Regions from separate parts of the Mus musculus genome. Here region 1 is linked to region 2. Evidence: chromatin contacts called from public promoter capture Hi-C data. All regions are on one chromosome and are shown on one strand. Each heading gives the region's core, a stretch centred on a gene start, on an enhancer-like site or on the middle of the called end of the contact. The rest is flanking DNA. Distances are from core to core; before and after follow the strand shown.

Evidence for each region. Capture Hi-C pulls out chosen DNA fragments and counts their contacts.
Region 1: a promoter capture Hi-C map of adipose tissue shows a contact between it and region 2. The contact joins the promoter of Lrrfip2 here to the promoter of Setd2 in region 2. A contact is called at or near these places in 1 of 39 promoter capture datasets (erythroid cells), 2 of 115 datasets of contacts at active chromatin or transcription factors (bone marrow-derived macrophages and memory CD8 T cells) and 1 of 9 other capture datasets (adipose tissue).

The regions. Positions count from the first base shown.
Region 1 is chr9:111,116,204-111,120,564 of GRCm38.p6, forward strand. It overlaps Lrrfip2 (leucine rich repeat (in FLII) interacting protein 2), which reads left to right and starts at 1,921. Exons shown (of 15, transcript NM_001374664.1): 1 at 1,921-2,186; 2 at 3,437-3,508.
Region 2 is chr9:110,529,170-110,533,855 of GRCm38.p6, forward strand. It overlaps Setd2 (SET domain containing 2), which reads left to right and starts at 3,428. Exons shown (of 21, transcript NM_001081340.2): 1 at 3,428-3,583. The coding sequence starts at 3,510.

The DNA.
Region 1 (4,361 bases), core at 671-3,170, 590 kb after region 2:
CTAAAAATATGAAAAGACAAGAGAAACATGAAAAACACATTATTGTCATTAATATCAGAGACATTCATGTTAAAAATATATCCACTTTCACAGATTCTGGTAGTTGAAATAAAAAATACAATATCTGATGCAGGCAAGTAAAATCAGCAATGAATATTTGTTATTAAAAAAGGAAGCACTTTATTTCTTGGCATTATCTAAGAAAACTATGAAAGATTTGCTGTGGAAAGAATAAATATGTATGGATCCAGCCATCACACTTTCCAAAAAGTATAAACATTTGCAAAATTTTCCTTCATCTATTAATATATCTGTGGAGCAGCCAGCCCACACAGACCTGGGGCATTCACATGTCAGAATATTCCATAAAGATCTGGGAACAGATATTTTTGGCAGAAAGAGAGACTTAATGTGCCGAGAACGACTGCCTACCACGTAATTCAGGGTTACAGCCTGAGTCAGGGACTCCTCGCTGTGACAAAGAGTGTCAGTCTACAACATTCTTTCGAATCGTTTATTATAGACTCTTTCAACAAGAGGAGTCGTTTTTGTTTTCAGTTGCCAAATAGGTGGCAAAATATGAAGGAGAAGTAACAGCGAACTTCTAAAGCTGCTTCACAACACTAGTGTTAACGCCTATTTTTACAATGAAAGAGAGCTAGGTGTGGTGGCGCTTGCCTGTGACCCCAGCACTGGAGTGGCTGCTAGCTTTGCCGACCTGGTAAATTCCAGGTCTATGTGAGATTTAATAATGTCTTTAAAAAACCAAGGAGCATGACTCCAGGGAAATACCACCCAAAGTTGCTGTCTGTGAGCCAATTGTAGACAGACAGACAGACACACAGTTTCTCTCAGCACACTTTTCTCTGTGTGCTGAACCTCCAGGATTGATTGATCCCACAGTGGCAGCCCCGTGAACATGAAAGGTTAATCAAGCCTTTGATATCTCAGTGGATACGGGCAGCTCTGAAAGTCCTTTTAGAAGCCATCAGACAAAATCCAAACATGTCATCCGTGGGCTTATTCGTGGGCTTCTGAAATCTGCAGTTTTTGCAGATGGGAGGTCGTGCCTAAGACCATTTTGTGCCCTTTCCCCCAGATACCTGCTCGGCTATCACTTCCTGCCAGAGGTCTTCTCTCACCATCTTCTCCAGCCAGAGGCCTCACCCTCAAAATGTTCTCATCATTGCTTGCCGCTGAGTTCACGACAATCTGTCATTACCTTGTTTATCTGATCAAGTTCATCTACTCAATTAGAAGGCAAGTTTCCCCGAGAGCATGATCAGGGCTTCCGGTGCCTGGAACTTTGAACGTGAGGGCCTTCCCCAGATACTTTTGGGATTGAAGAACATGCCTACGATTTGGGTCTGTGTGTTTGTGTGTGTGCGCGCGTGTGTGTGATGTGTACAGGTCTCACTGTGATAATTCAAACTCCTTTGCCCTGCCACAGGTTCCAGGGTACCCGGGACAACAGGTGTATAGCATCATACCTGATTTTATGCTGGGAATGGCACCCAAGGTTACAGATATGCTAAGTAAGCACCCTATTACCTGCGCTACAGCCTCAGGTGGAAATCTCTTTAAAAACAGGTATTTTCATTTCGTTCAGCCACACCCACCCTCCACATCCTTTCCCACAGACTGCGCGCCAGGTGCCTCACTCACCCAAAACCTCCCACCAGACCGCTTTGAGGCCACCTGGCTAAGTACGGTTACGAAACGCTCAGATACCAACGCTCGGGACCAGGCCCGGCTTGAGCCAGTGCGTGTCGAGCGTGTCTCCCTCCCCGTCACCCGCGAGCCCTGCGCTCCGCGGTCCAGCCAGTAGCCTCCGAGCCGCGCGCGTCCGCTACCCCGCCGCCTGCCACAAGTACTTCCGGGTGAGCGGGTCGCCGGCCGGTGGCCCCGCCCCTCTGCCCCGCCACCGCCGCAGCTGCAGCCGCTGCTCGGGCTGCGGCTCGTCCCGGGTCGCGTTCGCTGTGTCGGCCGCGGGGCGAAGGGCGCGCTCAGTGTGACTCCACGACCGGCCGCGGCGCGAGGAGCCCTTCTTTTTGTCTCCCTGCGGCCCGCGGGGTGGACGGTGCGGGGGGGTGCAGAGTGTGGCCGGCGCTCTCCTCTCCCGGCTCCCGGGCGGCCGCTCCGGCCCTTCCGGGCGGCGCCGCAGCCTCATCCCGCGCCACACGCAGGTAAGGGCAGGCGGCGGACCCGGCTGTCTCCAGGCGCTGCCCAGTGGCGGCTCCGGGCTGGGGTCGCCCGGCGGGTCCCCTGCTCCCGCTTCGCCCGCCCCCCGCGGGGGAAGAAGGGGTTACGCCCCTTGGACCGGGCATCACTTGGGACAGCTGGGTGCTCCAGCTCCCGTTGCTCCCGGCGCCACACTCCCGCAGACTCTGTCCTCAGTCTGTCCCGGGAGGGGCCGCCCCGGGAACGGTGTCAGGCCGGTGGAGGGCGTAGCTTTTTGAGTGAGATTCCCCCCTCTCCTGCTTCCTTCTTGATCTGAACTGAAGCGCGCGGGCTTACCAGGCTCAGGGCAGGACGGTCAGGGTTAATGCTTGACTAACAGCGGGCGTTATTTACACCCACATTGTGGAGTTTCATAGCTCCAGTCAGGCCTGGTTTCCCTTTGCTGTGGATATCCAGCAGGAAGCAAGGGACATAAGAGAACCCAGAGGAGAAAAGTTCAAGCGTTTGCTTTGTGTATTATGTTCCCCACCTCGAGACATACAAATATAACGTAGAAACGTGGCTAAAGGGTATCCCAAACTTTCAGTATTTGTAGCCCCTTTTGCTTTTCCCATTTAGTGACTCAGCATTTTTGCCACGGTTTTTCTACAGTAGCTTGATTGACTGAAAACTCTGTAAGGATAACAGTGACTGCTATTCGTGTTGTGTTATCGCAGCGAGAAGAGGTGCAGTCAGGGTATCGACAGATACATTCTTAATCAGTGTTGGACTTTTTCTCCCCAGTAGGTGTGAAAAGCTGCAATTGCTGAAGAATGTGTGTTGCAGTAAGAGTTAGTTGGCCAAGTTTACCGTAGCTTCAATGTCTTGCAGAGTTAGCCCCGATTAACCAACATCATGCTCTGTTTAACAACTACAGGGATCCTATGACCTCGTATTTAATACACTCATGCCGAGTAAGAACTTCGGAAAGTGTGATTCACGTCGGAAGTGAGGTCACACTCTGACTCGTAGATCGGGATCTTCCCATTGAAATAGAGGAAAGCCAGACCTTTTCTGCCCGTTTAATTAGATAATTGTACTCTTTTTTTTTATAGCGAGTGATGTATAATGTTTGGTTCTGTTTGTTGCTGGGTGGTGATTGTCATGCACTATGGCATGGAAATCAAACGTTAAAATTTGTATAATGTTTTGTTTTGTAATACTTTGTTGGACTGCTGTGATTTTTAAGTCCCCCCCCCCTTTTTTTTTTTACCAGATGTGGGAAGACAAATGAAGGGATTTAGAAGCCAAGTAAATGTCATTGGGAAGGAGAGCTACCACCACTGAGGTAGGAAATAGTACTGTGTACTATATAAAATAGCTTTTTGAGTGGGAAGCTGCAGCACTTTGCCATCCTATCCTTAAAGATGCTGAATGAGACTATATTAACTTCTGTTCTGGAAGGAATTGTGTTGAAGTTTTGGTGTATTTTTAGAATTGACTAATTTCAAACTTGAAGTAACTTTTTAGTGCTGCAATGTCATTTGATCATTTTAGTCTTTCAAAATGAGATGCAAAAAAACTTTGGATCCCAGAGTTCTTTATAGGGACAACCTTGCTTTCTTTCCAGTTTTTTTTTCTTTTCTTTTCTTTGTAGAGTCCTGATTATTTTACCTTGATTGACAGTTTAGAAGTCCTATTGACTAGTTGGAAGATAATACCAAATGTATTGGTGTTAACTTAAGACAGACGTCCCTTTGATTCTTTGACTAACTTTTTGGCATCTTTCTCCCTTTGGATATCGATACTTAAATTCAGAGTGTTCTCCAATGTTGCTTTTTATTTCTGTCCAGCTGATAGGATGATGATTCTGTTCTTGTTAACAGAGATTCCCTTTTGGAAAATCCCCTGTGAAAACCTTCATTGGAGATAGTCTTGACGCACAAATACGTCAGGGAAATCTTCTTAGGTTAGGATTTAAGCATCTTCAGAATGAAGGGAAAAGAGATAGGAAGCATATTTGGCAACACAAAACCAATTTGTCGTTGTTGTTGTTGTTGTTGTTGCTAACTTAGGACAGAAAAGTGATTTCTTGCAAAGATCTCTGTGAATCTTACCCTGCTCCTTGTATGAAAAGGGACAGATTTGGTGACGTGATGGTGGGGTGGGGATGATTGTCCTTCTGACGTGGTGGGAGCTCT
Region 2 (4,686 bases), core at 2,178-4,677:
TGCTTAGGCTCCGCCCAGAGCGGAAGAGTGATTCCTGGCTGCCATCCGATCAAGACGTACAACTCTCAGTTCCTACTCCAGCACCGTGTCTCAGGCCATGCTTCCTGCCATGATAATGGACTAAACCTCTGAAACTGTAAGCCAACCCCAACTAAATGCTTTCCTTATAAGAGTTGCATTGACCATGTCTCTTCACAGCAATGGAAACCCTACGTCGTGGCATGGTGGCACATGTCTTTAATCCTAGCACTCGGAAGGCAGAGGTAGGTGTAAGGCCTGCCTGGTCTACACAGTGAGTTCTAGGCCAGTCAGGGCTACATAGTGAGGCCCTGTCTTTTTTTTTTTTTTTTTTTTTTTTTTTAACGTATGGAAAGTATCCAATAAGCTAAAAAGTATCTATTGGTTTGCTCAGGAGGCCAATCACATGGAGAATGAGGTTGGAGGTTGGGGAATTTTAAGGCAAGTCTGGGTTGAAAAAGTTTTTTTTCAGACAGGGTTTCTCTGTAGCCTTGGCTGCCCTGGAATTCTCTCTGTAGAACAGGCTTAAGTGTGGAGATTAAAGGTATGAGCCACCATGCCTTATAACATACATTTTCTTTGTCTTGAGTTCAAACTGGGTGTGGTGATATCTCTTGAATATAAACTGGGTGTGGTGGTATGTAATCCTAGTACTTGGGATACAGCAAACCAGATTCCAGAGAATCCTGAACACCATCTCAAAGGTGCTGACCTTTTTAAAAAAGATTTGAATCAAAGATTTGTGGGCCTCAAAATTTCCACTGACCTCCATGGTTTGATATGCTTACTCTATTGGGTTCTGACCAAAGTTACCACTAGACTGAAGTACCATTCATCTGTCTCATGTTAGAGAGCTGTTTACTTTATTAAGGAAATGGGAAACCCATACACCTCATCTTAGGTTCCTCTCAACTTAGTATCCATGCAAAGTAACCCTTTCCTAATGTCAAGTGGCTGCCAATGGCTTATGTGACATTTAAGGCAAAGAGCTCCAATATATTCAAAATATAGCTGGGCGTGATAGCACACTAGAGACTCAGGAAGAGAGCTTCACGCTCTAGGCAAACTTGCCTGGCAGTGGTGGTGCACATGCCTTTAATCCCAGCACTTGGGAGGCAGAGGCAGGCAGAATTTTGAGTTCGAGGCTAGCCTGGTCTACAGAGTGAGTTCCAGGGCAGCCAAGGCTACACAGAGGAAAAACCCTGTCTCAAAAAAACAAAACAAAAAAAGATAGTTGTTTAATGAAAGGCATTGTTGTACAATGTTCATAACATTATCTATGTGATACTCTTCTATTTCAATAGGTAAGGCTGTAGAAACCCCAGAAACAGCCATGCCCAATGTCATAGGACTAGAAATTGGCTGGTATTGGTTTAAAGTTTAGGATTTTATGGACTGGGATATTTCTTACTAGGTGGGTACTTGTCTAGTGTTTAGGAAGCCTTGGGTTCAATCTCCAGCACCATATAAACCAGCTCTGGTGCTGTCTCCCTTCCTGTAACCTCTCTACTATGTGGTCGATGCAGGAGGAGGAGAGATGTTCAAGGTCATCTTTGGCCAACTTACTGAGGTCAAGGCCAGATGGGATACACAAAACCCTGTCTCAAAAAGAATCAAAAAGAGGAAGTTCGGGGTTTCACAAGTCCCTCCTTTTATCCTCACAGCAGTGAGAGAATCTGTTCACAACAAAACTTTCATCTTCAGCAGGTTGTGGTGTCTGGCACCTGTAATCCAGGCATCAGGGAAGCTGGGGTAAGGATTTTGAGTTTGAGGTCAGTATAGCACATAGCAAGTTTCAGCCACAAAGGAAAGCTCACCAATGAATGCAAAACAAAATGGTCGTGGGAGACTGAAACCTAGAGCGGGTTTTGTTTTGTTTTTGGTGGACCTTGAACTTCCATGATATGAGTAAAAGTTACCAGGAAAAAAAAAATCCAGATTAACCTCTAAACAAAATGATAAAAAAATTCTGCTAGCCTACATACAAGTGAAAAAAAATGTAAATGCATGGTAGATGGCTCAGTGAGTAAAGGCACTTTCTGCCTAGCCTTATGATGTAAGTTACAGGACCCACATGGGAGACAAAAATGGACTCACTGTTATCCTCTGATCTCCACGTGCGCATGTGTGTGGCTCAACACATACCATTCCTATAAAAACAATTTTAAAAATACATTTTAGGCTGGGCAGTGGTGGCACACGCCTTTAACCCCAGCACATGGGAGGCAGAGGCAGATGGATTTGAGTTCTAGGCCACAGGAAAAACCCTGTCTTGAAAAACAAAACAAAAAACCTAGAATCCCAGCACCCAAGAGGTTGTAGGCAGGATGAAGCATTCAAGTGTTCAGGGTAAGTCTTAACTACAGAAGATGTTTGTCTAAACAATACGGCCAAGTTAGCTAGTGAAGGATTCTGTTAGATCACATTTCAATTTATTGGTGATTCCAATTAAAAAATTAGTGGCTAATCAAAGAAAATTCCACAAAAGATCTCAACTATCTAATCTGCCACTTTCATGATAAGCAACTGCTATAAATTCAGCGAGGTGTAAATTAGCTAATAGTTTCACGAAATCCTGCTAATCCAGAAATAAAAAGTTTCTAGTTTAATCTAACTTTTTTTTTTTTTTTTAGTAAGACTAATTAATAACCTTTTCCTCAGGACCACCCCCCCCCCCCAGGTCTAACAAACATAGCCTCTCTGACTTTTAGGGCGAGGGCAGAATACCGCGGTGAGGTGGTTTCGGTGGGAACACGGTGGTGGGGGCTGCGGGAGGCTGGCGGGCGGAGGGCGTGTCCGAGAAGCCCAGGCTGAGAAGCAGCCCCTGCTTAGCTTGGTTTTCGGTGCGCGGCCGAGAGCCAGTTGAAGGGGCGAGAGAGACCGAATAAAGGAGCAAGCGGGCGAGGGCGGCAGCTGCGCTACCTCAGTGCCCGGAGGCCAGGCTCTCCCAGGGCTTCGAAGGATGAAGGCGGGTGTCCTGACGGCCTTGGGCTGTTCCCGGGACGGACGCTGTCCAGGGAGGGGCAGCGGTGGCTCCCCTCCAGCTCCGGGACCCGCCTCCAACACTCGGCCCCGGGACTTATTGTTCCGGGAGGCCGCAGGCTAGGCCTGGCCTGGCCGGCGGGTTGTACCCCGCCCCTGCCAGGGTCGGTGGTGCTGGCGCGCCGACTGGCGGCCGGTGGGCTGCCCTGTGCGTGTCTCTTTAAGGGGCTGGGCCTGCAAGGCTGCAGGGCGGGCGGGGTGCGCGTCGCTTCGGGAGTGAGTGTGTGAGGGTGAGAGCGGCGGGCGGGCGGTTGCTGGAGGGAGGGAGGGAGGGAGGGAGCGAGCGAGAGAGCGAGAGAGCGGGCGGGCGGGCCAGCCAGCCAGCCAGCGACGCCGGCCGCCCCTGCCGCCGCCGCGATCGGACCAGCGGCCGCCTCCCCTCCGGTCCCCTCCCCCGCATCGGCCTGCCGCGGGGAGGGGGCTAGCGTCGCCGCCTCCAGCCGCTCCTCATGAAGCCGCTGCCGTCGCAGCAGCCGCCACCGAAGATGGGGGATTTCTACGATCCCGAGCACCCGACCCCTGAGTAAGTCTCTGCTCCGCGGTCTCCCGCTGTCGTTGGTCGCTCCAGCCCGAGGGCGGCGCGTCCTGACCGGTGGCGGCGCGCGGAGTAACGGGCCCCGGGCGGCTTCTCGCGGTCGTGGTGGAGGGCAGGCCGGGCGGAGCTCCTGGAGGCCGCCTCGCTTGGCCTCGGCTGGCCCGGCGGTTGGGCCTGGCGCGGAGAAGGCTGCTCGCGTCGCCGCGGCGGTTGGGGCGGGCGGCCCGGTGGGGGAGGGGCGGCCACGGCCTCCTCTGCCGTTGCCGCGTCCTCGGTCGGCCTGCTTAGGTTCGGCGTTCCGCGCAGCTCCTCCAGGACACTCGGTGGCGTCCCGGGCTTCTGTTGCAAACCACGGTGCATAGTCCGAGGCGCCGCAAAGGCCGACGCCGGCGTCAGGGCGCCGGCTCGTGTAGGCCGAGAATCCTCGGGCTCGGGTGGAAGCTCGGCCCATCGCCCGGCCTATCGGTGACGGCAACTCGGACCGGAAGGGCCTACCGCGCGTCTCCCCGCTTCGATCCGCGGAGGAGACCCGCGTTGCATTCCCGGTTTTGATATTATTTTTGTTTTTTGTTTTCCCTCCTCCTTGGACACTCAATTCTGGCCCAGTAGAGCGATGAGCTTCATATTCTGCACCTTTGGCGCTTGGGTTTTGTAATGGTGGCAAGGTTTGTCTGGTCCCGTTGTTGAGGTGACAGCAGTTTTGTTTTTTAACCTGAAAGTGAAAACCTGGCAAACATTTCTTGATTATGATGCTTGAACACTTTGGCGTCCTATTTCTTAGGTAATAGAATCTAGAATCTTATCTACAAGGATGGCTTTACTGCGTGTGAAGATTTAGTTAAGAGACCCTTTGTATAGTCTTCTCTAAAGAAGATAGTGTACTTGTAAAGCGAAATACAGTTTTGTCGTATAGTTTCTTTTCAGTACACCTAGGGCATTTTTATATTTCTGTTGGGTGTCAGATGGTGGTGTACACCTGAGATACCAACTGAATTAGGATTGCAGGCAGGCTTCCTCAAAACAACAACATAAGTAAAAAAGCAAGCTTCCACTTCAGAGTCAGGAGTCCGTGCGAAGCTTCCCTAAGCCCT